Linked DNA regions of Sus scrofa: regions 1, 2, 3 and 4 are each linked to region 5. A link is a contact called in public Hi-C, HiChIP or PLAC-seq and promoter capture Hi-C data. All regions are on one chromosome and are shown on one strand. Each heading gives the region's core, a stretch centred on a gene start, on an enhancer-like site or on the middle of the called end of the contact. The rest is flanking DNA. Distances are from core to core; before and after follow the strand shown.

Region 1 (2,700 bases), core at 53-2,552, 200 kb after region 5:
TTTTCCCCAAAATCCATAAAAAGTCTTGTTACTAGGTCTTCAAGTTCTTCAACAGTTTAAACTCTTTCAAGACAGTGTCACAAGTCATCCTAGAGATGATATGATGTGTCAGAAAAGGGAGAGCATCGGGATCTAACTACTTCGCTAGTTGAGTGACTTGGACATGTTTCTTGGTCTCCTTAGGTTTTTGTTTTTGCATCTTAAAATTACTCTAAGCAGATAATAGAATTCTCTAATGACTCTTCTGGGTATAAAGACTTGCATATTTCCCACAAATCTTCCATCATGTGTATACCGCTAATCTCTGCAGATGGTTTTACCTATTTTTCTCAGTTTCCTTTTTTAGTGAAATTTCTCAACTTCTTCATTACCTCAAAATTTCTTTCTCTTCTCTTAACCCCACTTTCCCCATTCCCTTGTCACATCTGCTATTTCTATTTCATTACTCCCTCACATCTTCAATTTCTCCCTCCATTGGCTCTTTCCCTTTGACCTGCGAACATGCGCTTCCTTGCCGAATCTAAAACTACCACCCCCTTGAGCTAGTCTCCCTCTTCTCTTCTCAAAATTAACACCTTCCTTCATTCAGGTTCCAAGGTTTTATGGGTCTTCTTCGCCAATATTTTTTTCCCCTGGCCTTTAAAGATGCATGCCTCCCTTGCCGCTCTCCTGTATCCAGCGTCTCCCGTAATGCCTCAATATTTCACACAAACGAGCGTTATTTGGAGATTTATGTTTTAGCACCCACCCGTACTTCCCAACCCCGCCACCCATTACAATCTACAGGCGGTATCACTGAATGAAAAAAAGCGGGGAACACTAATCTTTATTATCGCCCATGAAATGATCTGGAGTAACTCACTCGCCAGACACTTGAAACACCTTCTCAGAATCAAGATTTTGCAGAACCCACAGCGGACTAGACACTTCTGCCGCCCGCAAGGAGCTCCACTTGCCTCGAACCTAGCACAGCCTCCAGCTAACCCTCACACCCACTCCCGCAGCCAACACCACCACCACCACCTCACAGCCATCTTCTGTCACCACTTTGGGCACCCCCTTAATGACGCCATAGCCCCCACGCACCTGAGTGACCAACCCTGAAGCTACGAAATGGCCCAGCAGTAGCCCGGCAGCGTTTGGCGCGGAGGCCAGGTCCCAGGGGCTAGCGGCAGCCATGGCTGGGCAACACCTTCCCGGGTGGCGCGGAGAGTGAGTGGAACGCTCGGCGCGGCTCGATGACGTCACAGGGTGTTTCCTCCCGGGCGGGGAACTCATCCCCTGCGAGCGCGGGTCCTGGTTCTTTCTCCACCCAGCCGGCTGTGAGCTGAGGGGTAGGAGGCGAGTTCCGGGATTCCGGATCCTCCCTAGGCTCCTAGCGGCGGCTGGTTTCGGAAGAGCTGCAAAATCGGCAGGGCCTGGTGTTCTGCTCTTTCTTCCCAGCCACTCTTGGGCTGGCCCCCAAGATCCAGGGATCCGCAGGAGGTGACAGCTGAGGCTTCAGACCCAGCCGGGAGGCCAACCGGGTGGCTGGGTGCCTGGACCGAGCGGTGACAGCTGCGCTTCCTTCCCACAGGGACCTGAGCAGTGGCGCTAGGATGGGAAACAGTGCCCTCCGTGCTCATGTGGAAACCGCGCAGAAAACTGGTGTCTTTCAGCTTAAGGATCGTGGGCTGACCGAGGTGAGACTGGAAGGACTCGGACCAGGGAATTTAAAGGGAGAGGGACGGCGGGCGGGGAAGTTAAAGGATTCTCTGCGCTGTGAACCCCTTTCATCAGTTCCCCTCAGAGTTGCAGAAGCTGACAAGCAATCTCAGGACCATCGACTTGTCCAGCAACAAGATCGAGAGTCTACCGCCTATGATTATAGGGAAGTTCACTCTACTGAAGAGCCTCTCCTTGAACAACAACAGACTGAGTACGGCTTTTGCGCCTGGGGAGGCTTTTGCGCCTGGGGAGGTTTGCTCCTGGGGAAGCTTTTGCTAGTGATAAGGTGTTAAAGAGGGTGGTTTTTCTCTTGGAATATAGTGTGGAGTGTGATTATAATGTTATAAAACTAGTTTTCAAATAAATATATCAGAATCTTAAGGGAAAAAAAGGGTGGTTTTTTCCTAACAAGCTGATTGTTGTTATGAAACAGTTCAGGAGCTCAAGACTAGGGAGAATGTCTGAGTCCTTGAAGCTTTCTATCTGTTGTAATTATATTTATAAGCCTCCTCTGGTATTGTATTGTTGGGGATGGGGTTAATTTGGATTTGAAAGGGACTGTCTTTGGGAGGTAATGTAGGCAGGGCTAATTTTGCTACTGATTTGGAAGGGCAGATGGGATGGAAAGGGGAGGGTGTTCCAAATCCCACAAAACTGCTGTGGGATTGTGCAGTGGCCCCTTCACAAAAGGAGCCCATTATACACATAATGCTTTCCCGCATTTTTTTTTTTTTTTTTTGGTCTTTTGTCCTTTTAGGGCCACACCGGCGGCATATGGAGGTTCCTGGGCTAGGGGTCTAATTGGAACTGTTGCTGCTGGCCTACGCCAGAGCCACAGCAATGCCAGATCTGAGCCACGTCTGCAACCTATACCACAGCTCACAACAACGCCAGATCCTTAACCCGCTGAGAGGGGCCAGAGATCAAACCTGTAACCTCAAGGTTTCCTAGTAGGATTCATTTCCGCTACACCACGATGGAAACTCCACTTTC
Region 2 (2,700 bases), core at 18-2,517, 170 kb after region 5:
TTTGCTCCTTTCCCTCATTTCATTGCTTTCCTCATTATTCTGTCAATTCCATGACTTTTCAAAGCCAATCACCACCAATCAGGACAAACATAATCCCTGCTAGTACCAAATTCTGTTATGGGAGATTATGCCTGATTTGACCCTTCGGCCCAATTTTCCAGCCAACTTATGTCCTGGAAAATTTTAAACCTCCCAAATGGTTCCAATATGTGCTTTCTGGTCCCAAAACACATTGTCAGCTTTATCTCCTACCACTCACCTCCCTCCACACACCCTCTCAACCGAAACTCTTGTTTCCTAACAGCCTAAGTCCTTAGATCTCAGTATTGTGCTCTTTACATCTTCTGCACCTGTCAGCAAACTCTATTAGCTCTTTAAAAAGCTACTAGCTTCAAACGCCAACCCTTCTGAGAAGCCCTCCCTGAATTTCCAAACCTATCAGAGGAAAATCAGTGAAAAGGGAAAGAAATTGTGTGTCCGCGCAGTGGATGCCTTAACAGCTGAGAAGTGCAGGGTCACATTCAGCCATGAGGAACCGGGCACTGGCTACAATGAGGGTTAAAACGACTTCCCTCTAGTCGTAGATCTTCTTTTGGGCACAGAATGAAATCACGACCCCTCTGAGCCTCTTTCCCTTTCATGCCTTCCTCCACAGCTTCACAGAGAAACCCCTGGGCAGGCAGGAACACACACAACTCTGCCTCAGTCCTCACAGATACTCCAGAGCCACCGAGAAGAGACAGGAGACCGCGGCTCCCTCACGCGCCAAGAGACATTTTGCCAGCCCTTCTCAGCAAACCCAGAGAAAAAGGCCCAATTCGTGCATCACCAAGACTTGGGCCGCGGTCCCTCAAAACCCCTGCTGGCAGGACTCCAGGGACGCAGACAGGGCAGACCACCCTGAGACCATTCACTCACCACTACCCGCCGGGCAGTAATCGAAAACTCAACCCAAGCGAGGCCTGGTCCTGCCAGGCTTTACAGTTTCCGGACGCTGGCCCCTTGGACCACTTTGTGTCTGATCTCGCCGCGCCAGAATCTCTTGAGAGAGAGGCGGGTTCCTCAATCTCGACTCAGCTCTTTTGACGCCTCAGGCTCTCCCTCCCGCCCAGACTCACCTTTTGCTGAGGGGCCGGACCCTCACGGCCACCCGCACATTGGCCATCCCTCCGCCACGGCTCAAACCCCACAGGTCCGCCCTGCTGCTGCATCCCCGGCCCCAACCCCAAGCCCAGTCCCAACCCTGTCCGGCCCCGCCTGCCCCACGCGCCTCACGGGACGGCCCCTCCCATGCGCCAGCGGCTGCCCGACCAGGGCGGTGCCTGCCAAGCCTTGGCCAATCCTGAGCTCCGTGGGCGGGAGGACGCGCGGGCTGCCCCGCCTCGCTCCGCCCACACGCCTCACGGGGACGACCCCGCCCGCGCGCGCCGCTGCCTGACCCCGGCTTTGACTGCAGAGCCTAGACCAATCCTGAGCCCCGCGGGTGGGAAGGCGCAGATCCTGGCCGGGTGGGGCCTGCCCTGCCTACTAGGAACTAACTTGTTCTCCCTTTGTGGACGGCGGTAGTGAGTCAAGTAAATACGTTAAGTTTGGTGAACGCCAGACAATTTACAAAATAATTTGCTAAATATTTTTATTCGCTGCGTTCGCCTGAGCTGTCAATTCTTAAGTTTTAAGGGTGGAAATGAAATGGGCAACAAATGTTTTTGCAGTTCTCTATAAGGAGCATGGTCTTTCTTTGACGGGGCATTGGAGTTAAAGGAGTTTAGAACGCTTACTGGAGAGCTTCTCTAGATTGTACTGGAAGCTCATAGCCACCATTACAGTTTGTGATCGTGAAGGGTATATTACCAGATAGAATTAGTTCATTAATTCACCCAAGAAATAGCTACTGCCTGCCAAGAGTCAAGTTGTTCTAAGGCCCTGAGGATACAGCCCCAGGCTTCGTGGAAATTAGAATCCCCAGGGAAGGGAAGAGAGAATAAATACACAATTATATGGTAACTTGAATGGTGCTAAATGAGATTTTTTGAAAAAGGAGAGCAAGGAGGTATGGTAATGGTCTCTGTGTGTGTATGTAGGGGGAAAGGTGCTGCTTTATATGGGATATTCAGGAAAGGCCTTATTGATAAGGTGACAAACAGGTTTGAATAAACTGGGGGGGGCAACTTGCAGGTATTAATTTTATGTATCTAATGAGTAATTCCTAAGAAATCACCTATTATAACCAGGCTCATTGCAGAGAAGAGAGCAAGCAAAGCTCTGACCTCAGGCAGCTTGGTGAGAGAAACTAATAATATGTGAAGCAATTTAAGTAAAATGTGTATGAGATTAGCTAAAGAAAAAATAAAGCAGAAAGGGGATAGGAAGTAAGTAAAGAGGGTGCTGAAACTGTAGATAATGTGGCCCTGGAAGTCCTCGGGAAAGCCTCGTGGAGAATGTGACACTTAAGAAAAATCTTAAGGATGTAAAAGAAGAGTCATGCTGTTGTGTGGAAGGGCAATTTCAGACACAGGGAACAAGCACATGTAAAGGCCCTGAACTTGAAGAAAGCCTGAAATGTTAGAGGAACAGCAGGAAAACCAATGGGGATAGAATGGCATGGCAGAGGCAGAGAGTCATAAAGGGAGCATGAGACCAAGGTAAAGCCTTTGGATTTTATTCTAGGTGAGGTGGAAAGCCATTGGAAAGTGTTAAGGA
Region 3 (2,700 bases), core at 44-2,543, 250 kb after region 5:
AAAGATCCCTAGCAACACTGATATCTAAGTTGTGGGTTAAGTTACATGATCATTTAATTTACTTTCACATGGCCTGTCAAAGGAGCATGGTCATATAGGAAGAGGGTTTTCTCCTAATATTTGTTAATATTTATATGAAAGTGTTTTTTTCTCATTACCTCTTTCCAAAGGAATGAAAGGCAGGTGATTAGTGGATGCCTTAGGAATCAAATTTGCTGGTGGAAGAAATAATATTTTAAAATTTTACTATGAAATATTTTAAGTTTAAATGTCAAAGTATTCTTGCTAAAGATGTCTCATGAATTTCAAGCGTGGTATCTTTCAGGCTAACCAAGAAAGTGGAAGAACCATTTCCATCTGGCCAAACCTGCAGGATTTCACCAGAACATCTGCAAACCAGTTTTAAGGTCCCAGGGCAGATGGAATAATATCACTCTCAATTCTTGAAATACCTTCTACTAAGAAGCTACATTATTTTCAGGAAGCTAAGGCAACACTGTCATAAGCTGCCAGTATCCATAATCGCCTCCAGCCCTCCCCAAAGGAGAGGGCAAGTAGCAAAAGGCAAAATTTATATTCTCTTCTCATCTTCTTTTCCCAATTTTGACGACTTTCGTTGCCTCTGACCCCCATCTGCCTTGTCTAGCATTGTGGTGACTAATGATGAAAAAAAGTTCCAGGTGAAACAGCACTTTCCAGGACTTCCCCACCACCACCACCATTTACTCCGTGGAATTTTACTTTTAATAACTCTTTCCTTCGTTTGTCTTCAGTGAAGCCGCGAGCCAAGTACAGACTTTCCTAGAGAGCATGGACTCTCCAATGCCATGAATCTCAGAAACCTTTTTCATACAGGTAGTTGAAAATTAATCTGATCACTGTGGCCACCATAAAGTCTATTAATCCCGACAACTGCGAGGGTGAGAAGTCAGGGAGTGGGAGTTTACCTCTGCTAGGTTTCAAGGAAAGTCCGGAGAACCAACATCCCTCCACCCTTCCTCCTCTGACCCCTAGAGAGTCTCCAGGAGCCTCGCGTCTTCGAGCCCGGCCGGACCGGCTCAGTTCGGGCCAGAGCGCCCCCTCCTCCCCTCAAGCCCGACCCCACCAGTTTTTCAACTGTCACGATATACACTTTCTCCTTGGGATTATGAACCCAATCTTCACGGCAGCCAGCTCCCTCAATCCCACTCCTGGAGACTCACCAAGCAGTTCCGGCCACTCCTCTCCGGCCGCAGCAGATCGGACACCCGCAGGCCGGACTCTCCAACTGCTCTCTTCTTGCGCCTGCGCGCGCCGAACCTGCGCGCCTGCGCGCTCCTCCGGCGCGGCGGGCGCGGACACACCCCTGCAGCTGGAGCCAATCACCCTGGTGTGGGGGCGGGGGGGCGGTTTAAATCTCCCTGCCACGCAGGCGAAGAGTCTGGGGACTCACCGGTTAACCCGACAATTCGGGTCCCGCCCAAGATGGAAAGTGTTTATGCAATAAACATTTACCGAGGGCAAACCGTGTACCAGGCAATGTACGAGATGAATGTTGAGGAAGAGAAAACGAATAGAATGCCTCCCCGACCTTTGCCTAGACTGGGACATAGATATGTAAACAAATTGTAGTGGACAGAATATAGTGCTTGGAATATGAAAAATCCGAGGCGCCGTTGGGGCACAGTGAACAAAGCGCTTTATTCTTAGGGTATCTGGAAGAGTTCCCGGAGGAAGTGACTTTTGAATCGTGAAGGCTAAGTAGGAGTTCCCCCGGAAATTTGGAATGGAAGGAGATAGGAGTTTCCAGACTGTGAGAACAGAGTGTGCCAAGAACAACATAACACCTTCTGGAAATTCCTTGCAGTTCATCCTACTTGAGAGGCTTAAAGCGCGCCGCCTTCCGGTGAAGGGGAGAAAGGGTTTTTAAAAGTTGGCAATGATGTAGTTTCTGCTGTGACTCAGTGGGTTAAGGACTTAACAGTTGTCTCTGTGAGGATGCAGTTTCAATCTTTGGCCTGGCTCAGTGGGTTAAGGATCCTCCCATCTTGCTGCAGCTTCACAGATGCCCCAGGAATCTGGAGCTGCAGGCTGCAGCTTCAGCTCCTATTCAACCCCTGGCTTGGGAATTTTCATATGCCACAGATGCAGCTGTTAAAAAAAAAAGTTGGCAATGATACTACTACATGTGAAATAGATAACTAATAAGGACCTACTGTATAACACAGGGAATGATACCCAACATTTTGTAATATATATATCTGAATCACTGTGCTGTACTCATGAAACTAACATAACATTGTAAATCAATCATACTACAATTTTTTAAAAAAGTTAGATCTTAGAAGATCTTGCATTTTTTCACTTTACCATGATCACTGAGAATATCAAAAGATCTTAAGCAGGAGTTCCCAACGTGGCTCAGTGGTTAAAGAATCCGACTAGGAACCATGAGGTTGCAGGTTCGATCCCTGGCCTTCCTCAGTGGGTTAAGGATCTGGCATTGCAGTGAGCTATGGTGTAGGTTGCAGACGTGGCTCGGATCCCAAGTTGCTGTGGCTCTGGCGTAGGCCGGCGGCTATAGCTCCAATTGGACCCCTAGCCTGGGAACCTCCATATGCCAAAGGAGCAGCCCTAGAAAAGGCAAAAAGAGGGAAAAAAAAAAAAAGATTTTAAGCAGATCTGGAAATGCTTCCAGGCATCACTAAGAATAAAGCACAG
Region 4 (2,700 bases), core at 100-2,599, 150 kb before region 5:
TCATCAATTGCCTTTAATGTACATTTTGTCCTGCTTTTTATCCAAGAATCTAGTCAAGACAGACTGCTGTTTTTCGAATAATGTCAAGAGGCTCTGGCATTTCCCGAACAAGAAGAAACAGATTCAATAATAGTTATGAGATTGAATATAGGATTCATATTTAACCTTTCTACATTCTTAATTAGCTTTAATCATGATGTCACTTGAGTGAAGAAAAAGATTTAAAGTCAAATGAAGGTTGTAATGCATCACAATCTTTCAGTCCATGGCAGACTCCTGGGAGTCACTGTGATTATTGAGTAAAAAAAAGCATAGGACAAGGGACGTTTAAGATACGCACGTTTTTGGTTCTGCCACTAAATAGTTTTGTAGATCCAGGAAAGCTGTTAAACTTCTTGGAGTTTTTTTCTTCTGTAAGTTGGTGGGTAAGGATGGGAGAGGGGTTTAATCGTAAGGTTGCCTCTTTACCAAACAGCTTGATACATCAACACCGAATACAAATTATCCCACACAGCCTCAATGCTCCGCCCCCCTCCCTTTTTTTTTGGAAAGCCTTCTACGGACTCCCACATTCTCTTGCTTAGAATCATATACTGCACCTCCCAGGGCTGCTCACTGAACCCTTCAGTGGTGATGTTTCAAAAAGGGAATGAAATCTTGTTCGCTACAGTTGTGGAAACCCTAAGGATACGCCGGGCTCCAGGCTAATATTCCTTTCCGGAGGTTTCTGTCTCCTTGCTTACAGTTTTAGGCTTTTCCCAGCACTCATCGGTGATTAGCTTTATGTTAGGTTGTTCTGGGGAAGACGCCAATTTGCCAGATCCTGGCAGCGCTGGTTCATGCCAGGAGGTGGCACGGCAGGGCCTCACGACTTGGGGCCCTTCTTCATGACCCAATGCCTCAGCTCAGCTTGTGGAAATTCGTATGGTGAGAAAGCATTTTCGATTTTCTTCAGAAAAGGCCAACCCTGGCGTCACAACCATCACTATATAACCAAGATAACTGTTGAGCTAGGAAGACCCCACTGTGAGCCAACTAGTCCCAGAAGCCCACTTCTCCTCTCTGGGCCGGCAGGCAGTTGACGTTGAGGCTGGAACTACGAGGTCCAGAATCCCCTCGCGCACGCGCGCTTCCATTGTGATGCTCCTTTCCCGGTAACTCGCCCTCTCAGGCAAACCTGAAGATAGCGGCAATTCTCCGGTGGGGGCGGAGATGTTCTTTGCCTGACTCTCCGCCCCTTTCGTGATAGGCAATGGGACCAGCCAACCGATGTGGCGGACTCGGGACGCGTTCTCCAATCAGCACCTGTGGCGGAGAGGTGGGCGTGCGCACTGGCAGGGCAGGTGGGCTAGGCTGTGCTAGGTTGCGACGGGGGAGAATAACGTCGGGTCGGGTCAGCGGGCGCTGCAGTAGTCGCCGCAGCGGCGATGGGAGCGGTAGGGACCAGGCGGCGGCGGTGGCGGCAAGAGGAGAAGCAGGGGCTGAAACTAGAGCAGCGGCTGAGGGCCGCCAGCAGCAGCAGTAACTGCAGCAGCCGCCGCCGCCGCCAGTAAACGCGGACGGTACCCGAGGGGACTACTCGGCCGGCCGGCCCTCGAAGCCGCGCTGGGTCCCGCCGCAGTCGTCGGCGGGGGATGGGCAGGCGGCGGCAGTCCCGCCTGCTGTGGGTTGACTCCTGCGGGTCCCGGCCCTGAGCTGGACCGGAACCCTCCGCCCGAATCGCTGCGTTTGCCACGGCCCAGGTAGGACACACCCCCCCGGACCCCCTGGGCGCAGCTGGGGGAGCTCCGCACCCTGCCCTCCCCTACTCCTAACCCCCTCCTGCGGCCGCACCCCTAGCCCAATGACCGACCCAGGTGTGGAGGGAAGGGGTACCAGAGACTCCCGGGTCGCAGACTCCCTGGGTTTGTGCCAGACCTAGTCACTCCAACTCGGAGATCGCCTGCTTCTCCTCGGTTTCCCCAAAGGGTTGTGCCTCGTATCCCCAGAAGCTTTTGGTGTCTTCACTGAACTTCGAGGGTCACAAAGCTTCGTTCTATTTCTTTTTCTGTGGGTGACCCACATACCACTTGTATTCATGTTGAGTCTGGTACCAGGACTAAATCCAGGATTCTCAGCATATCCTGAGCGGTTCTTTCCCATCCGGCTCCCCCAAATGCGATAGAAGAGGGCATGGGACTGTAGAATCTGTTGTGTAGTAACGGCAATGGAGGCCCTGACTTTCTGGTACTTAGGGTGCAAGGTAGAAGGATTTGCTCGTCGTTGGCTTTGACTAAGATGATGTTGACACTCCGGGATGCTGTGGGAGGGACGAGAGTCCACACGTATTTACCTGCACATCCGAAGTAAATAATCCATTGGGAATCCAGGATACTTTATCCACAGTGAACTTAATTTTATTTGAGTCGTGGCTGCGTTAGAAGGTAAAAATGACATTGAGTTGTACTTTGCTTTGAATTAAAGTTGGTAGGTGGCAGCAATCCGGCATTAACTCTTCTCATCCCTTGCTTTAGAAATTGTTCTTTGAACATCAAAAAGGGCAATGTTGTTATAATTTGTGTTCATGTAAAGATGTTTTGGTATTAAATAGAAAGCAAGTTTTTTAATGCATGTATGAGGTTTGCATTATTATGAATGGGCACATGTACACACGGAGTATCCACTCAGTGTGTTTTTGTTACAGTGTTTGGTTCTGAGCCA
Region 5 (2,700 bases), core at 136-2,635:
TTCTGTTTTAAAATTATTTTGTATTTTATTTTTATAATCTAGTAATAAAATATTCATTCCGCATGCAAACTCTAATTCTATTTGTGTGGTGGTTTGGATTTCAGAAGTGGGAAATATAATTTTTCTAATTTAATAAAGTTATCAAATGCACCACAGGTTACAAGATCAAGGGGGAGCAGAAAGTGTTACTATAAATGCAGTATCACATCCAGAAGTGACCTAGAAAAAGAAGCACTAGACTGAATAGAAACTAGGTGTTCAGTATCCCTGCAGACAAAAACCAGAGTTGGAGGATAGGGGGAGATGGTTCCCCATGTAAAAATCGAACGTGTTAAAAGCTCTCTTTCAAGCCATCATTCTATCTCTAGGGGGAGGTAATTTCTCCTTCTCTGTAGGAATCCTACCTATAGCACTGAAGTGATTTCTGCTTCCCACCACACACTCCTTTCCACCTTCCTTAGAACCAAAGGAACTCACTAGAGGCATTCCTGTGGGCCGATTTGCCTCACCTTTCCTGATTTGGATTGGCCTGCAGTGTTACTGCCATTTGTTTTTCTCTGCCTGGTTTCCCTTTCTCGATTTCTCGGTGAGGAGCACTATCCAAAGAGCTCCCTCTCCTGTTTTTCAGAATAAGAAATAAAGATACACCTCAAGCTCCCAGAAACTAATCATGTATGTGCCTATTAACTTCTCAACTGCAAAGTAGCTGAAATAAGTAACCTTGTGTAACGGGTGAGGAATACATAGTAGGCGATTATGTGTGCAGGACGGCCTGAAGCACTCTGAGGGTTGTGGGCTGAGGATCATAAAAAGCGCCCCTGCAAGAATTGAGTCTTAAAAGAGTCTTAAGTCATCCATCTTTTGATGGTGAATCCTGGAAAAACAGTGCCTGGGTACAGGATGGGACGGGATTGAAAACGCAGCCCTTGAGAAAGACAACGTCAAAATGAAGTTAACTTTTTCGTAACTTCTTCAGGGTGGTGATGGTTGAAAACTAGACAACGTAAACTCTTAAAAGAACGTGTTTATCGTAAATATAGGCATCTTCCTTCCCCGGAGACTTGTTCACCTTTACCGTCCTGCCGCTCTCCTGGGCCCTAGGTCTCCGCGGCTGCGTCCCGAGCGCCAGCAGGTCGCCCTCGGCCCAGGGCAGCCGGGACCCGGTCTCACCGACAGCGGCGCGCCGCACCTAGCAAACCACCGAGCCTCGGGCCGGTAACCGCAAGCCCAGCCGCGGCCTTGATCCAAGGCCCAAGCCGAGCCTCAGCATGGGGAAGCCCGGCCGCCGCCGGTCCCGGCCCCGCCCACGGCCCCGCCTCCTCCGCCCCGCGGCCCAACGGTCGCCCCTCGGCGCCGGCCCCGCCCCTCCCAGGCCGCCCGTGGCGCGCCGGCGCCTGCGCAATCGCCTCCGAGCGCCCGAACCGGGATGGCGGCCGTTTTGGAGTCGCTGCTGAGAGAGGAGCTGTCGGTCGCAGCCGCCGTGCGGTGGATCGCGCACAGCGCCCAGAGTTCGGAGGTAACAGTGCCGACACGCCCCCAGCCTGGCCCGAATCTGCTTCCCACGGAGACACCACTCCTCCGGTCCCCTTCTTCTGGGGTGCCTGGCTGTCAGCCCGAGCCGAGTGCTCTCCAACTAGGGGCCGATGCCCCGGCCGCCCGCCTGCCTCAGCGCGCCCTGCAGCCCGTACTGCTCGTGGCCGCGGGCTGGCAGCTGACCCTCTCGCTCACTGCCGCTTCTTCCTCAGGATGACCCCGGGGAGGCGGCCGCGCTGAGCTCACTTCGGCCACTACGGAAGGAATTCGTTCCATTCCTGCTGAACTTCCTGAGGGAGCAGAGCAGCCGCGTCCTCCCGCAGGGCCCCCCAACCCCCGCCAAGGCCCCTGGCTCCTCCGCAGCCTTGCCAGGGAGGCCGGGGGGCCCGCCGCGGGGGGGCCGCGGAGCGCGCAGCCAGCTCTTCCCTCCGACAGAGCCTTCGAGCGCTGCCGCAGCTGAGGCCCCTTCGGCCCGCCGTGGGGGCAGGAGGCGGGGCCCGGGGCCGGCCCGCGAGCGTGGAGGCCGGGCCCCGGGGCCTGGAGGAGGGAGTCAGCGGGGAGAGCTTACCCTGGGCCGGAGGCCGAAGGCCCAAGAGCTCCGGCAGCCCCAGCAGCCCTAGCCTCGCGCGCTCTGACCCGCCAAACCTCAGCAACCTGGAGGAGTTCCCTCCCGTAGGCTCGGTTCCTCCGGGCTCTGCAGGGTGAGAATCAGCCTTCATCGGGGAGATGGGTGGTAGCAAGGCTCCGCTAGGGCAGTCAGTAAATTAAGGCTAGGTACTCTATAGTAGAGCGTAGTATTGGCAAGAAGGTTGGAAGAGATAACTACCATAGCGAAGCGTGTTTTGCAATGAGGCCAAGTTGTGGTGGAGATTGTGGTGGAGGGGGAGATGCTTGAAAAAGAATTTGAGAAAAACTTGTGGCTACTCCTTAGCAGGACCAAGCCTTCACGCAGGATCAACCCAACTCCGGTGAGCGAAGAGCGGTCACTCTCCAAGCCCAAGACTTGCTTCACCTCACCCCCAATCAACTGTGTCCCCAGTTCCCAACCCTCAGTCCTGGACACTAGCCCTTGGGGCCATGGCCTCCCCTCAGGGTGCAGAAGTCTCCAAGAGGAGCGGGAGATGCTCAGGAAGGAGCGGTATGGCCTTGCCGCTCCCTGGGATGTCA

What was found. Promoter capture Hi-C pulls out the DNA fragments that hold promoters and counts their contacts. A called contact is a pair of places that touch in the nucleus more often than the background predicts. HiChIP or PLAC-seq counts read pairs in DNA pulled down with a chosen protein or histone mark.
Region 1: a contact with region 5 is called in an H3K27ac HiChIP or PLAC-seq map of skeletal muscle, with 3 times the contacts expected there. The contact joins the promoter of LRRC57 here to the promoter of CDAN1 in region 5. A contact is called at or near these places in 5 of 47 Hi-C or Micro-C datasets (embryonic fibroblasts, heart right ventricle, liver and 1 more) and 2 of 2 datasets of contacts at active chromatin or transcription factors (alveolar macrophages and skeletal muscle).
Region 2: a contact with region 5 is called in a Hi-C map of skeletal muscle, with 4 times the contacts expected there. The contact joins the promoter of STARD9 here to the promoter of CDAN1 in region 5. A contact is called at or near these places in 7 of 47 Hi-C or Micro-C datasets (alveolar macrophages, embryonic fibroblasts, epiblast stem cells and 3 more) and 1 of 2 datasets of contacts at active chromatin or transcription factors (skeletal muscle).
Region 3: a promoter capture Hi-C map of fetal liver shows a contact between it and region 5, with 4 times the contacts expected there. The contact joins the promoter of SNAP23 here to the promoter of CDAN1 in region 5. A contact is called at or near these places in 3 of 5 promoter capture datasets (fetal liver, fetal skeletal muscle and liver), 7 of 47 Hi-C or Micro-C datasets (embryonic fibroblasts, heart right ventricle, liver and 1 more) and 2 of 2 datasets of contacts at active chromatin or transcription factors (alveolar macrophages and skeletal muscle).
Region 4: a Hi-C map of embryonic fibroblasts shows a contact between it and region 5, with 4 times the contacts expected there. The contact joins the promoter of TTBK2 here to the promoter of CDAN1 in region 5. A contact is called at or near these places in 3 of 5 promoter capture datasets (fetal liver, fetal skeletal muscle and liver), 13 of 47 Hi-C or Micro-C datasets (brain, embryonic fibroblasts, heart right ventricle and 5 more) and 2 of 2 datasets of contacts at active chromatin or transcription factors (alveolar macrophages and skeletal muscle).

What each region holds. Positions count from the first base shown.
Region 1 is chr1:128,837,835-128,840,534 of Sscrofa11.1, forward strand. It overlaps LRRC57 (leucine rich repeat containing 57), which reads left to right and starts at 1,303. Exons shown (of 6, transcript NM_001244811.1): 1 at 1,303-1,485; 2 at 1,577-1,682; 3 at 1,780-1,918. The coding sequence starts at 1,599. HAUS2 (HAUS augmin like complex subunit 2) reads right to left here and starts at 1,193. Exons shown (of 6, transcript NM_001243905.1): 1 at 1,087-1,193. The coding sequence starts at 1,179.
Region 2 is chr1:128,807,684-128,810,383 of Sscrofa11.1, forward strand. STARD9 (stAR-related lipid transfer protein 9) reads right to left here and starts at 1,268. Exons shown (of 35, transcript XM_021097164.1): 1 at 1,119-1,268. The coding sequence starts at 1,165.
Region 3 is chr1:128,887,662-128,890,361 of Sscrofa11.1, forward strand. SNAP23 (synaptosome associated protein 23) reads right to left here and starts at 1,294. Exons shown (of 8, transcript NM_001244719.1): 1 at 1,203-1,294.
Region 4 is chr1:128,488,337-128,491,036 of Sscrofa11.1, forward strand. TTBK2 (tau-tubulin kinase 2) reads left to right here and starts at 1,350. Exons shown (of 15, transcript XM_003353383.5): 1 at 1,350-1,742.
Region 5 is chr1:128,640,026-128,642,725 of Sscrofa11.1, forward strand. It overlaps CDAN1 (codanin-1), which reads left to right and starts at 1,386. Exons shown (of 29, transcript XM_021097154.1): 1 at 1,386-1,516; 2 at 1,746-2,057; 3 at 2,059-2,234; 4 at 2,468-2,671. The coding sequence starts at 1,427. TTBK2 (tau-tubulin kinase 2) reads left to right here. Exons shown (of 15, transcript XM_003353383.5): 15 at 1-69.